3 separate regions of the Pan troglodytes genome follow, and regions 1 and 3 are each linked to region 2. The links are chromatin contacts, called in public HiChIP or PLAC-seq maps. All regions are on one chromosome and are shown on one strand. Each heading gives the region's core, a stretch centred on a gene start, on an enhancer-like site or on the middle of the called end of the contact. The rest is flanking DNA. Distances are from core to core; before and after follow the strand shown. Region 1 holds the start of AHCY (adenosylhomocysteinase). Region 2 holds the start of DYNLRB1 (dynein light chain roadblock-type 1). Region 3 holds the start of ITCH (itchy E3 ubiquitin protein ligase).

What was found. HiChIP or PLAC-seq counts read pairs in DNA pulled down with a chosen protein or histone mark.
Region 1: an H3K4me3 HiChIP or PLAC-seq map of stem cell-derived excitatory neurons shows a contact between it and region 2, with 5 times the contacts expected there. The contact joins the promoter of AHCY here to the promoter of DYNLRB1 in region 2. A contact is called at or near these places in 4 of 7 Hi-C or Micro-C datasets (blood, induced pluripotent stem cells and stem cell-derived neural progenitor cells), 1 of 1 datasets of contacts at active chromatin or transcription factors (stem cell-derived excitatory neurons) and 1 of 1 other capture datasets (stem cell-derived neural stem cells).
Region 3: an H3K4me3 HiChIP or PLAC-seq map of stem cell-derived excitatory neurons shows a contact between it and region 2, with 2.6 times the contacts expected there. The contact joins the promoter of ITCH here to the promoter of DYNLRB1 in region 2. A contact is called at or near these places in 1 of 7 Hi-C or Micro-C datasets (stem cell-derived neural progenitor cells) and 1 of 1 datasets of contacts at active chromatin or transcription factors (stem cell-derived excitatory neurons).

The regions. Positions count from the first base shown.
Region 1 is chr21:40,531,943-40,535,944 of NHGRI_mPanTro3-v2.0_pri, forward strand. AHCY (adenosylhomocysteinase) reads right to left here and starts at 2,650. Exons shown (of 10, transcript NM_001280434.1): 1 at 2,553-2,650. The coding sequence starts at 2,640.
Region 2 is chr21:40,753,748-40,757,244 of NHGRI_mPanTro3-v2.0_pri, forward strand. DYNLRB1 (dynein light chain roadblock-type 1) reads left to right here and starts at 2,206. Exons shown (of 4, transcript XM_514596.6): 1 at 2,206-3,015. The coding sequence starts at 3,013.
Region 3 is chr21:40,599,714-40,603,486 of NHGRI_mPanTro3-v2.0_pri, forward strand. ITCH (itchy E3 ubiquitin protein ligase) reads left to right here and starts at 1,467. Exons shown (of 25, transcript XM_003954427.6): 1 at 1,467-1,591.

The DNA.
Region 1 (4,002 bases), core at 1,400-3,899, 220 kb before region 2:
TGGCTTCCCTCAATCTTCGGGCCCTATCTGCATGACTGCCTGCCCCTCCTCCATCTCTCCACTTTCCCCCATCACTAGCTGTTCAACACACAGGCTTCCTGACTGACTTCAGGCAAGCTCCACTCATTTCCACCTCAGGGCTTTAACCCAAGCAGTTCTCGGCCTGGAAGGCTCCTCTCAAGCACCTAATACAGTACCTGGCACACAGTAGGTGCTGAAAAAAACCTGGAAACAGAAAGAACCTACTATATCCGTGCTAGAGGAACCAAGAGTGCACCAGGGTGACTCAAATAGAGGCGTAAGATGAGTTGGGACTTCAGTCCCAGTGAAGTGGGGAACCTACAGTTTTCAGGGACCAGCATTCAGAGACCAGATTTGTCTTTTGAAAAGACCCCATTGGCTGCTGTGTGGATCTGTGGAGCAAGAGATCCAGGGAGACCTGCAAGGAGAGAGACCAGACTGGGGTGGTGACCGTGGAGACAGACAAGTGGCAGATCTGCTCACATAAAATGGAGACAATACTACTTTATCTGTATGCATGTCTGTGCCACCCCTGTCTCTGGGTCACCTTTGTGTCTCCAGCACGACCTGGCTCAGAGAAGGGGTCAGCAACTGTTTACTGACCATATCTGTCGTCAGAACTGAATGAAAGATCCATGAGAGGGGCTGGCACATGACAAGGGTGGCAAAGAAAAACAACACAAATCTGAACCTAGTCTGAGTCCCAGCATTTACTAATGACCCAGAGAGGAGTTTGCTGCAGGTTCCATAGCCAATTAACCGCAGAACCAGAACTGGCAGCCAGGCAGGGCTAGAGCAGAGGCCCCTCTCAAGGCCCCTCCTGGGAGGGGCCCGGCTGTATGGGACAATGGGTTATGCCCTGTGCTGCTAAGCTCCACCCCTCCACCACCACATGTCCCTCCAGCTAAAAATAACTCCTTCAGTGCCCTCGAGGACACTGTGCCAGCCCCACAGTTTTCCCTGGGACCCTCAACTCCAAAGGCACAGGAGAGGCTAGATGCTGCAATCTCTGGAGCTAAGGACTTGCAAAAGTCACAGGAACACCTGTCCCCAGGACAAGCCAAGAGGAACAGCAAGAGCCCCTGTAAACATCAGTTTCTTCATCTGTAAAGTGTGGATAATCATCCCTAGCTTGCTATGCGCCTTAAGTAAAGATAATGCCATATGATCAAGATCTGGCATACAGCAGGGCCTCCTTCCTCTAGCCCCACCCAGCTAAGCTCCCCATTTCCCAAATCCAGCTTTATCTCCACCCACACAACCCAATGGCCCCAATCCTGACCCACTAATCTCTCCACAGTATGACAAGCCCCCATTCCAGCTCTACTATTGATGTGACCTTCACATAACCTTTCTGGGTTCAGTTTCAGCATCCACACAATGGAGACAGTCTACTCTGGTAGCAACTTGATGAACTACTTCAACAGAATCTTTGCAAGTCACCTCCCAAGGGCCTCAGTTTCATGCTCTATATAACGGGATTACGTCCACCTCTATGAAGATTATTGTGTAAACACACGTAAATCACCAGATATACAGCAAGTGTTTCCATAAATGTGGATGGCATTCTCCAGACTTAATAGTGTCTTTTTTTGTTTGTTTTTTTTTTGGGACAGGGTCTTGCTCTGTTGCACAGGTTGGAGTGTGGTGGTGCAATCTTGGCTCACTGCAACCTCCGTCTCCCCGGCTCAAACAGTCCTCCTGCCTCAGCCTCCCGAGTAGCTGGGAATGAAGGCGCCCGCCACCACGCCCAGCTAGTTTTTGTATTTTTGGTAGAGATAGCGTTTCACCACGTTGGCCAGGCTGGTCTCAAACTCTTGACCTCAAGTGATTCGCCCACCTCGGCCTCTCAAAGTGCTGGGACTACAGGGGTGAGCCACCACACCCAGTCCAATAGTGTCAAAGTTACTTGAAAAGCTACCAGCCAAACTGAACTGGTTTTTGCTGAAAATTCACTAGGATTGTTCCGCGTGTATTCGCTTGCACACAGTGGTGAAAGGGTGCGCTCAGAGATCTAGATGGCCTGCGTTCCAATCTTGCTCCATCACCACCAGCTGTAAGACTGAGGGCAAGTTACCTCTGCCTCAGGATTCTCATCATAAAATGAGAAGTTTCCCTACAGAGCCATGAGACTAGAATAAAGCTAGAAGGCAGTGCCGATCCCACAGGAAACACTAAGTAAACGTTAACTATCCCTGTATTACACTTCAATCGGTGGGACAGCAGGATTTTTCAAACCACTCCAAATTTTCTTCGAGATTTCGGCAAGGCTGCCCCTGCTGGCGGGGTGGGGGACCCCACAGGTTGGGTAACTGGCCCAAAGTCCCAGGGGAGAGGAGGACCCGAGCCGGCCTGGGGCTCGCTTTCCAGGCCTCTCCTCATACACCCTCCGGGGTGCCCTCGCCGTCCCTGTAGGAGGCCCAGAGAGGGGTGGACGCTCGTCGGGGCCGCCCAGCTGGACAGGGTCCGGTCCAGGCCTAGGAGGCCGGGCGCAGGCCCCCCGAGCAGGGTCCGGCAGGTGCCAGCCGTACCAGGCCGTGGCCAGGTGTGCTCTCCCGCGGAGCACGCCGCCAGTTTGCGGCTCGCAGACCGCGCGGCGGCCCCGGCGTCGCGGGGCATGCTGGGACTTGTAGTCCACGGCCACCCGGAACGGCCCGCTCATGGCCGCGCGAGAACTCCAACTTCCAGGTGGCTTCGCGCGGCCAGAAACGCGCCGAGGCTGCGATTCCAGGGGGTCCAGAGCGCCCCGAGTCGGCCCTGCAGCCCCCGCCACGAACAAGCCCCGGGCGGCCGCAACCGGCTGCAGGTCCTGGGACTCACCGACTTTGTAGGGCAGTTTGTCAGACATGCTGGCGGCACTCGTGATGGAAACGGGCGAAGGGGGCTGGGCCTCAGTCTGGGAACAGGAACTGGGCGGGCAGCGCCGGGCAGGGATATGCGCGTGGCGCCGACGCCTTTAAATATCTTCCTCGCACTTGCATATTCATGACACGCTGGGGCGGGGCCCAACGCGCAGGGCGGAGCCGGGAGGGGATTTCGATCCCTGAAAAGAAGCCTCAGAATTTCACAAGGCGTGGCCCCAGGAGTCTCACTCACCGGTCCGGAAGGGAGCGCCGGGAGAGGCCTGAGAGCCAGCCGGGCCGTCCTCTCGCTGGTTCAGCCAGTTGATTCAGTGTCAAAACCCAGCGGAACTGAAATTCCGCCAGTTCACTTCCCTGTGCCTCAATTTCCTCATCTATAAAATGGGCCAAATGACATCTGCCACACAGATTATTATAAGTAAAGTTGCAGGCCAGGCGCGGTGGCTCACACCTGTAATCCCAGCACTTTGGGAGGCCAAGGCGGGAGGATCGCTTGAGCCCAGGAGTTCAAGACCATCCTGGGCAACACAGTGAGACCTCAACTCTACAAAAAAAAATTAAAAATTAGCCGGGCGTGGTGGCGCGCGCTTGTGGTCCCAGCTACTTGGGACGCTGAGGCGGGAGGGAGGATCTTTTGAGCCTGGAGATCGAGGCTGCAGTGAGCTATCATCCCACCACAGCACTTGAGCCTGGGCGAAAGGGCAAGACCCTATCTCAAAAAAACCAAAACAAAGTTAAGTTGCCATTTGTCAGGTACCTACTGACATCCCAAACATTCGCCTTACTCCAAGTAACCACCACCCTGAATTTAAGTAAGTTTGCATACATTTCTTATACTTTTACTGCATCCGTATATCATTAAATAGTTCTTTCTGTGTTTAGCACCTTTATATATCAACCGTATTTACCCTTCTGCAACTTGCTTTTTTCTGTGAGCATTATATTTATGAGACTCATGCATATAGCTTGAGTATATTCATTTTTGCTGCTGTATAATTCAGTCATCCTAGGCATGGGAAGGGGGAATTGGTTTCAGGACCTCTGTGGACTCCAAAACCCTTCTATGCTCAAGTCCCTCATATAAAATGAGGCAGTATTGGCATATAACCTATGCACATTC
Region 2 (3,497 bases), core at 956-3,455:
AACACTGGGAGTCGAATGTGACCAATTTTGCCATTCCATTTAATTAGTCTCCAAATCCTATCCCCAAAACTTTTTTTTTTTTTTTTTTTTTTGAGATGGAGTTGCGCTCTGTCGCCCAGGCTGGAGTGCAGTGGCGCAATCTCGGCTCGCTGCAACCTCCACCTCCCGGGTTCAAGTAATTCTGCCTCAGCCTCCCTAGTAGCTGGGATTACAGGTGCCCATCACCAATGCACGGCTAATTTTTGTATTTTTAGTAGAGATGGGGTTTCCCCACGTTGGCCAGGCTGGTCTCGAACTCCTGACCTCAGGTGATCCGCCCGCCTTGGCCTCCCAAGTGTTTGGATTACAGGCATGAGCCACCGTGCCTGGCCCCAAAACTTTTAAAAATCCCTTCTCTCAGAGCTGACAACATTGCCACAGCCCACGTGCTTCCTCCCTAATCTGGCTGACCATAACAGCATCCTGTCTTCATTTTTCCATCCTCCTCGCTCCAGTATATCTTCTGTACTACCTCAGGATTATCTGTGGAAGACCTGTCTCATGCCTCCTCTACCTAAAATTTTACAGTGGTTTCTCCATTACCGCAGAATAAAACTTTTTTTTCTTTTTTTTGAGACGGAGTCTTGTTCTGTCGCCCAGGCTGGAGTGCAGTGGCGCGATCTTGGCTCACTGCAACCGCCGCCTCCTGGGTTCACGCGATTCTCCTGCCTCAGCCTCCCCGAATAGCTGGGGTTACAGGCGCACACCACCACCCCCGGCTAATTTTTTGTGTATTTTTAGTAGAGGGGCTTTCACTATGTTGGCCAGACTGGTCTCGAACTCCTGACCTCGTGATCCGCCCGCCTTGGCCTCCCAAAGTGCTGAGATTACAGGTGTGAGCCACTGCGCCGGGCCAAAACTCTTAAAGTTTGTAAGCCTGCCACTCCGGGACATTCTTGGTCCTATTCCAGCTCCTCCATTCTCATTTTGGCTCCTGTCACATGAACTATTGGCCATTCTCTTTTTTGCTTCTGGGATTGTAATCTGTTAAAATCCTTTCACTCCTCTCAGTCTGGTTTTCCATGGGCAAGACAGTGGTGATTCTTCCAGTGCTTATCTTCCAGGATGTTTTAGGGTCCAGTCTCTGCAGCACTTCTTCCCCTTGCTAAATGCTTTCCTAATGTTTCCAGCATTCAATAGAAATTCCTTTGGATCCAGTCCTTTTAAAAATTTATTTTGAAATAATTTTACATTTACAGAGCTGTTGCAAAAATGGTTAAGAGTTCCTGCACAGTCTTCACCCAGCTTTCTCCAATGTTATGATCCCACATAACCATGCTAGAATTACCAAAACTAATAAATTAACACTGGTAAAAATAACACTAAACTACAGCCCTTACTCAGATTTCACCAATTTTCCCACCCATGTTATTTTTCTTTCTCCTTACTCCTCTAATCTGTGACAGTTCCGCATTCATTCCTTGCTTTCATGACTTTGAGATTTTGGGGGGCGGGGGCGGGGTACAGGTATCTTGTAGAACATCCCTCACACTGGATTTAGTGAAGTTTTCTCATGGTTTAAGGCTGGGAGTTTTTGTGGAAAATGACTCGGAGGTGATGTGCCCTTAACGCATTTTTATCGGGGCACACGGCATCAATATCTCCCCTTGCCAGTAATACTAACTTTGATCTGGTTACGGTGGTGTCTGCTAGGTTTCTTCGCAGTAAAGTCAATCCTCTTAACATGCAGACACTCCTGGAAGGAGAACCAAATCCTTCCTCACTGAAGAGCAGCTACTGTGGAATGAAACTTTGGAGTTAGATCATCGTTGAATCCAGCAAGCTACAGTGCCTGGGAGAAACAGCATTTATAAAGTATCGAGGTTACCGATACTTCCCTGAAGCTACCGGAGATAACGTTATGTGCGTGTTCAGCACAGTAATGTGGCACAGGGTTCACTAAACGGCAGCATGTTTTAACAGAAGTTATTTACTCCTAGAGGACCCAGAAACGTTTGCGGCCTGCGGGAACAGGACAACACAGGGCTCTGGGAAGAGTCCCCCTTTCAGAGGTGAGAACAAGACAGAACACACAGATGTGAAGTGCCTTCTGCTAGGTAACGCGAGGCGGGGCTGAGCTCGGATTCTAAAGACTCCCAGGGCAGCCCTAACCAATTCATCTCCGAGCTTGCACGGCATCTTACCCGGAGACTCCAGAGGTACCTGACTCCAGCCCCACCCCAGGCCTGCCCGATCCCGAAGCGCATTTTGGCCCTGGGCCTCTCTCTGCCTCAGTCTGGGCGCAAAGCGGGTCTCAGCAACCGTCCCACTTGCCTTCATACCCTCCCACCACGCTCCACTCAGGGACTCCAGAACCAGCTTAGACCTCCATTGAGAGCTGAAAGCCTCTTCCGATACCGAGAACCAGCACTGAAAGCCTCTTCCGATACCGAGAACCAGCATGGTTTTTGTTTTGTTTTGTTTTAGTCAGGGTCTCTTGCTCTGTCGCCCAGGCTGGAGTGCAGTGGCGCAATCTCGGCTCACTGCAGCCTCGAACTCCTGGTCAGGCGATCCTCCTACCTCAGCCTCTGGAGTAGCTGGAACTACACGAGCGCGCCACCACGCCCGGCTAATTTTGTTTATTTTTTAGTAGAGAAGGGGTCTCTCCATGTTGCCCAGGCTGATCTCGAACTCTTGGGCTCAAGCAATCCTTCCGACTCGGCCTCCCAAAGTGCTGGAATTACAGGCGTAAGCCACCGCGTCCAGCCAGAACCAGCATCTTTTCTGCACGGCTAGAGTTGGGAATTTTCCACAGCTTAGCGCACTGCTCCTTAGCTTTTCGCTTTGCCACAGTGGAAAGCAGATTTTCCAAGAATCCTGGCGGAGCCAAGATCGGCTCGCCCGCCCCCGCCTCACGCTGGCTCCTGATAGGCAGCTAGAGCTGTCCGTTTTGACAGAAACCTTTGCGCAGGCGCAGAAAGGCACAGGACTGGGCTAAGTGTTCGCTACGCGGGGCTACCGGATCGGTCGGAAATGGTGAGCGTGCGCCGGGGTCTTGTGGCTGGCGGCCGCCCACCACCCCACGCCAGGCTTTCAGTCTTCCGAGGATGAGGGGATCTCAGAGCTCCGGACAGGGAATCGGTGGTGGCTGGGCGTGGCCGGGCCCGGGCCCCAGCCGACTTGAGGGTGGAACCCGGCGGCGGAGGCCTCTAGAGCCTGACCGAGGCGGGGCCGCCGGATCCCGCTGCCCCTTGACCGGAAGCAGGAGCCCAGCCTCGGCCAGGAAGAGATGATGGGCGAGGGGTGGGCGGCGGCCCTGCAGCCTAGAGTTTTGGGGCCTTGGTGCGCGATGGCAACCTTGCCAACGTTTCCCGGGAGCTCAGTTTGTGGCAGGCTCTGCCAAGCACTTTATGTATCTTGTATTTCCTCCGCCTCCTCCCAGCTCTGTGAGGTAGATACAATCTTTAGTCCCATTTTGTTATACATATCTGTTATTCAGCGCCCCGAGAAGCCAAGTG
Region 3 (3,773 bases), core at 217-2,716, 150 kb before region 2:
GAGTCCACGTCTCTACAAAAATAAAAACAATTAGGCTAGTGTGGTGGCTTGAGCCTGGAGTCCCAGCTACTCAGGAAGCTGAGGTGAGAGGATCACTTGAGCCCAGGAGGTTGGCTGCAGTGAGCTATGATTGCACCGCTGCACTCCAGGTTGGGTGACAGAGCAAGACTCTGTCTCAAAAAAAAAAAAAAAAAAAGTCACTTTGAAAAATGTAAGTGACTTTCCAGATGGCAAAATACTATTTTCATTAGGAGGAAACAGGCTAAACAGTAATAGCAAAGGTCACTAAGTATTGAGCACTTAGTCATACCTCTGAGTCTCTGCTTGCATAGCCTATTATTTCTCACAAGCAATCCATGAAGAAGGTTAAGACAACGGACTTTCACACCAGACTGCCTGGGTTCTTATCAAGTATGTGACTTAGTTTATATATTTGTAAAATGGGGATAATAATGGTATTTCTGTAATAGGTTTGTTGTGAGAATAAAGGGAGCTTGGTATCAGCTCTTAGAATACCGGCCAGGCCACGTTGGCTCCACTAAGCTGTTGTCATCATCCCTAAGGGCACCCAGTTAAAAGGTAGAAAAGGGAGGATTTGAATCCGGTCAGTGTAACTCTCAAGTGTACATTTTTTTTCTTTTATTTTCTTTTTAACCACGGCCTTCAATGTACATTGTTAAAGGCTAAGCCAGGCCAGGTGCAGTGGCTCACATCTGTAATCTCAGCGATTGGGAGGCCCGAGGAGGGAGTATCGCTTGAGCCCAGGAGTTGGAGACCAGCCTGGGCAACATGGCGACACCGTGGCCCTATCCCCGCCCCATCCCATCCGCACCCCACCCCATCCCCATCTCTACAAAGAATAGAACAAAATTAGTCGGGTGTGGTGGTGCTCACCTGCTGTCCCAGCTACTCAGGAGGCCCAGGTGGGAGGCTCGCTTGAGCCCAGGAGTGTGAGGCTGTAGTGAGCTATGACTGCACCACTGCACTCCAGCCTGGGTGAAGGGTGAGACCTTATCTCAAAAAGAAGAAAAAAAAAGAAAAAGAAAAAAGAACAACTAAGTTATAAACTAACCTATATAGCCCATTGGTTCTCAAATTATGATTTCACTCGCTAGCAGTATCACTAGAGAGCTTGTTGGACATGCAAATTATCAGACCCTATCCTCCTATGCCAGATCTTCTGATCAGAAACTCTGGGGGTGGGGGTCAGCAGTGTAAGTTTTAATAAGCTCTCTAGGTGATTCTGATGCACACCATAGTTTGAGAATCACAGTCCTTATAGGCTCTGGTGGGCGGGGTGTTAAAAAAAAAAAAAAAAAGCCTGGAGGTGCTGGGAGCCGCTCGCGCCCATCTCATCTGGAGCTGAGGAAAACTGGGATTTAACTGATTTACCACCGCAGCCAGCTCTTCAAGCCAGGGGCGGGCCGGACGGCTGGCGCGCAAGGCCTGCTGGGGCTTGTAGTCTAGGCCACTTCCGCGCTCAGGCGCCTGCGCTTTAGCTGCTAACTCGCTCTAGTAGCTGTGGTCGGGGCTCGGGACCGGCTGCCATCTTAGTCTAGGGACTGAGGAGTCGCCGCCGCCCCGAGTCCCGGTAAACACCCGTGGGCGAACTCGGGGCAGTTCTCGGGAGAGGGAGGGAGTCCGGATGAGAATGTTCGGGGAGAACTAGGGTAGAGGAGTGGGACGCGCGGGTCGGGACCCCAGAGCCGCGGCTGCTCCTTCTTCCAGAGCCGGTGTCTGTCGGGGGCGCGGGGAGCTCGGGCTACTGGCCCGGGCCGGGCGGTGGGGGTGGGTTGTCTGGACGTTCGGAGGGATCAATGTCTGGCACAGGCTCCCGGAGGCCTTCGCCTCGCGGGCTCCAAGTTGTGAAAGGGCTGGGCCACGACGGGCGTGGGAACCGTCCGGCCCCTCGCCCCTCAGCCCCGCCTGGGGCCACTCTCCAGCGGTTCGGCCTACGCGCGGGGCCCGGCGGCCGGGGCCGGCGCGGGCGACGTGGCCCTGTGAGGGGCGGCGGCCGGGTCCCCCGCCACCCAGCTGGCCTTCTCGAGACTTTTCCGAGCCCCCAGTCGCTAGAAGGGCCCAGCACAGCGGCTGCCTCCCCTTCTCTCTCCCACTCGCCTCCTCCTTCCATTGTCCCCCCGGCGTGGTGGTCCCGGCTCCGGCGCCCTCCCCGACGTCCGCCACCGTCGTGGCGGCGCCGACTTTTGCAGACGTGGAGCTGTCACTGCCCTTCCTCCGGAGAGTGCCCTTTTCTTTAGCAGAGAAAAGAAAAAAGTAGCCGTTGAACGTATTCTAAGGGTCGAAACATGATGACATGACTTTTAAGTGGAGAACTCAAGTTTTCCAAGACAGTTCCCGTCCGCGACAGAAAAGAGAATCGCAGAATTTGTGCGCCCGAAGTAGACGCTGGGCCTAAAGTTAGTTGGACATGTAACCAGGTGAACTTGTAAAGGGCCAGGAATTCATTATCCCCAATTACAACGCAACCTTGTTTTCTTGGTTGTATTCGTATCCTAATCTTATTACATTTTCTGCCATTCTTCCACAGCTGCAGTATACTTGGTTTGGAGTGGGGGATGGGGAATTGTGGGATTTTTGCCTTGAAAATTAGTAAGACCCTGGAGCCAGCCACCCACTTAGGTGGGTTCTCCTGCATCTTTTCCTGATAGAATTCGATCTTCAGGAAGTATGTAAAGGCAGTGTATTTCCATTCTCAAAATCGGCTAAGGAATGGTTTATCAGTTGAGGTGAAGTTCTCATGGCAGATCTGCTGAGAGCTTGCTATGTGTATTTACAGGTTTATTTAAGCTACGATTTATTTTTAAGATTAAGAAATGGGCCGAGTGCTGTGTGTGGCTCACGCCTGTAATCCCAGCACTTTGGGAGGCCGAGGCGGGCAGATCATGAGGTCAGGAGTTCGAGACCATCCTGGCCAACATGGTGAAACCCCGTCTCTACTAAAAATACAAAAAAAAAAAAAAAAAAAATCCTGGGCGTGGTGGCGCGCGCCTGTAGTCCCAGCTACTAGGGAGGCTGAGGCAGGAGAATGGCTTGAACCCGGGAGGTGGAGGCTGCAGTGAGCCGAGATCTTGCTGCTGCACTCCAGCCTGGGCGACAGAGAGAGACTCCGTCTCAAAAAAAAAAAAAAAAAAAAAAAAAAAAGCAATGGGATGGGTGTGGTGGCTCACGCCTGTAATCCCAGCAATTTGGGAGGCTGAGGTGGGCGGATTACGTGAGCCCAGGAATTGGAGGTCAGCCTGGGCAACATCGTGAAACCCCGTCTCTACAAAAAATACAAAGATTTGCCGGGTGTGGTGGCGGGCGCCTGTGGTCCCAGATACTCAGGAGGCTGAGGTGGGGGAATTACCTGATTCCGGGGGGTCGAGGCTGCGGTGAGCTGTTACCGTTGCCACTGCATTCCAGCCTGGGTGACAGAGTGAGACCCTGTCTCAAAAAATAAAAAAAAAAATTTAGAAATGAAGGTGGAAATTCTACTGCTTCTTTGAACCGTGAATTTAAGTTTTGTGAGTCCAAAAGGAATTCCATTACATTCAGCATACAGGTCAAGTCACCAAGGATATGATATGAAATTAAAAAAATGAGTACAGAGTACTTCTTCAGTGTATTCTAGAATCAAACATTTCTACATTCTTTAGAAAAAAATACATCTTTTTTTGTTTGTTTGAGACGGAATCTAACTGTGTCACCCAGGCTGGAGTACAGTGGTGTGATCTCGGCTTACTGTAACCTCCGCCTCCCGGGTTCCAGCAATT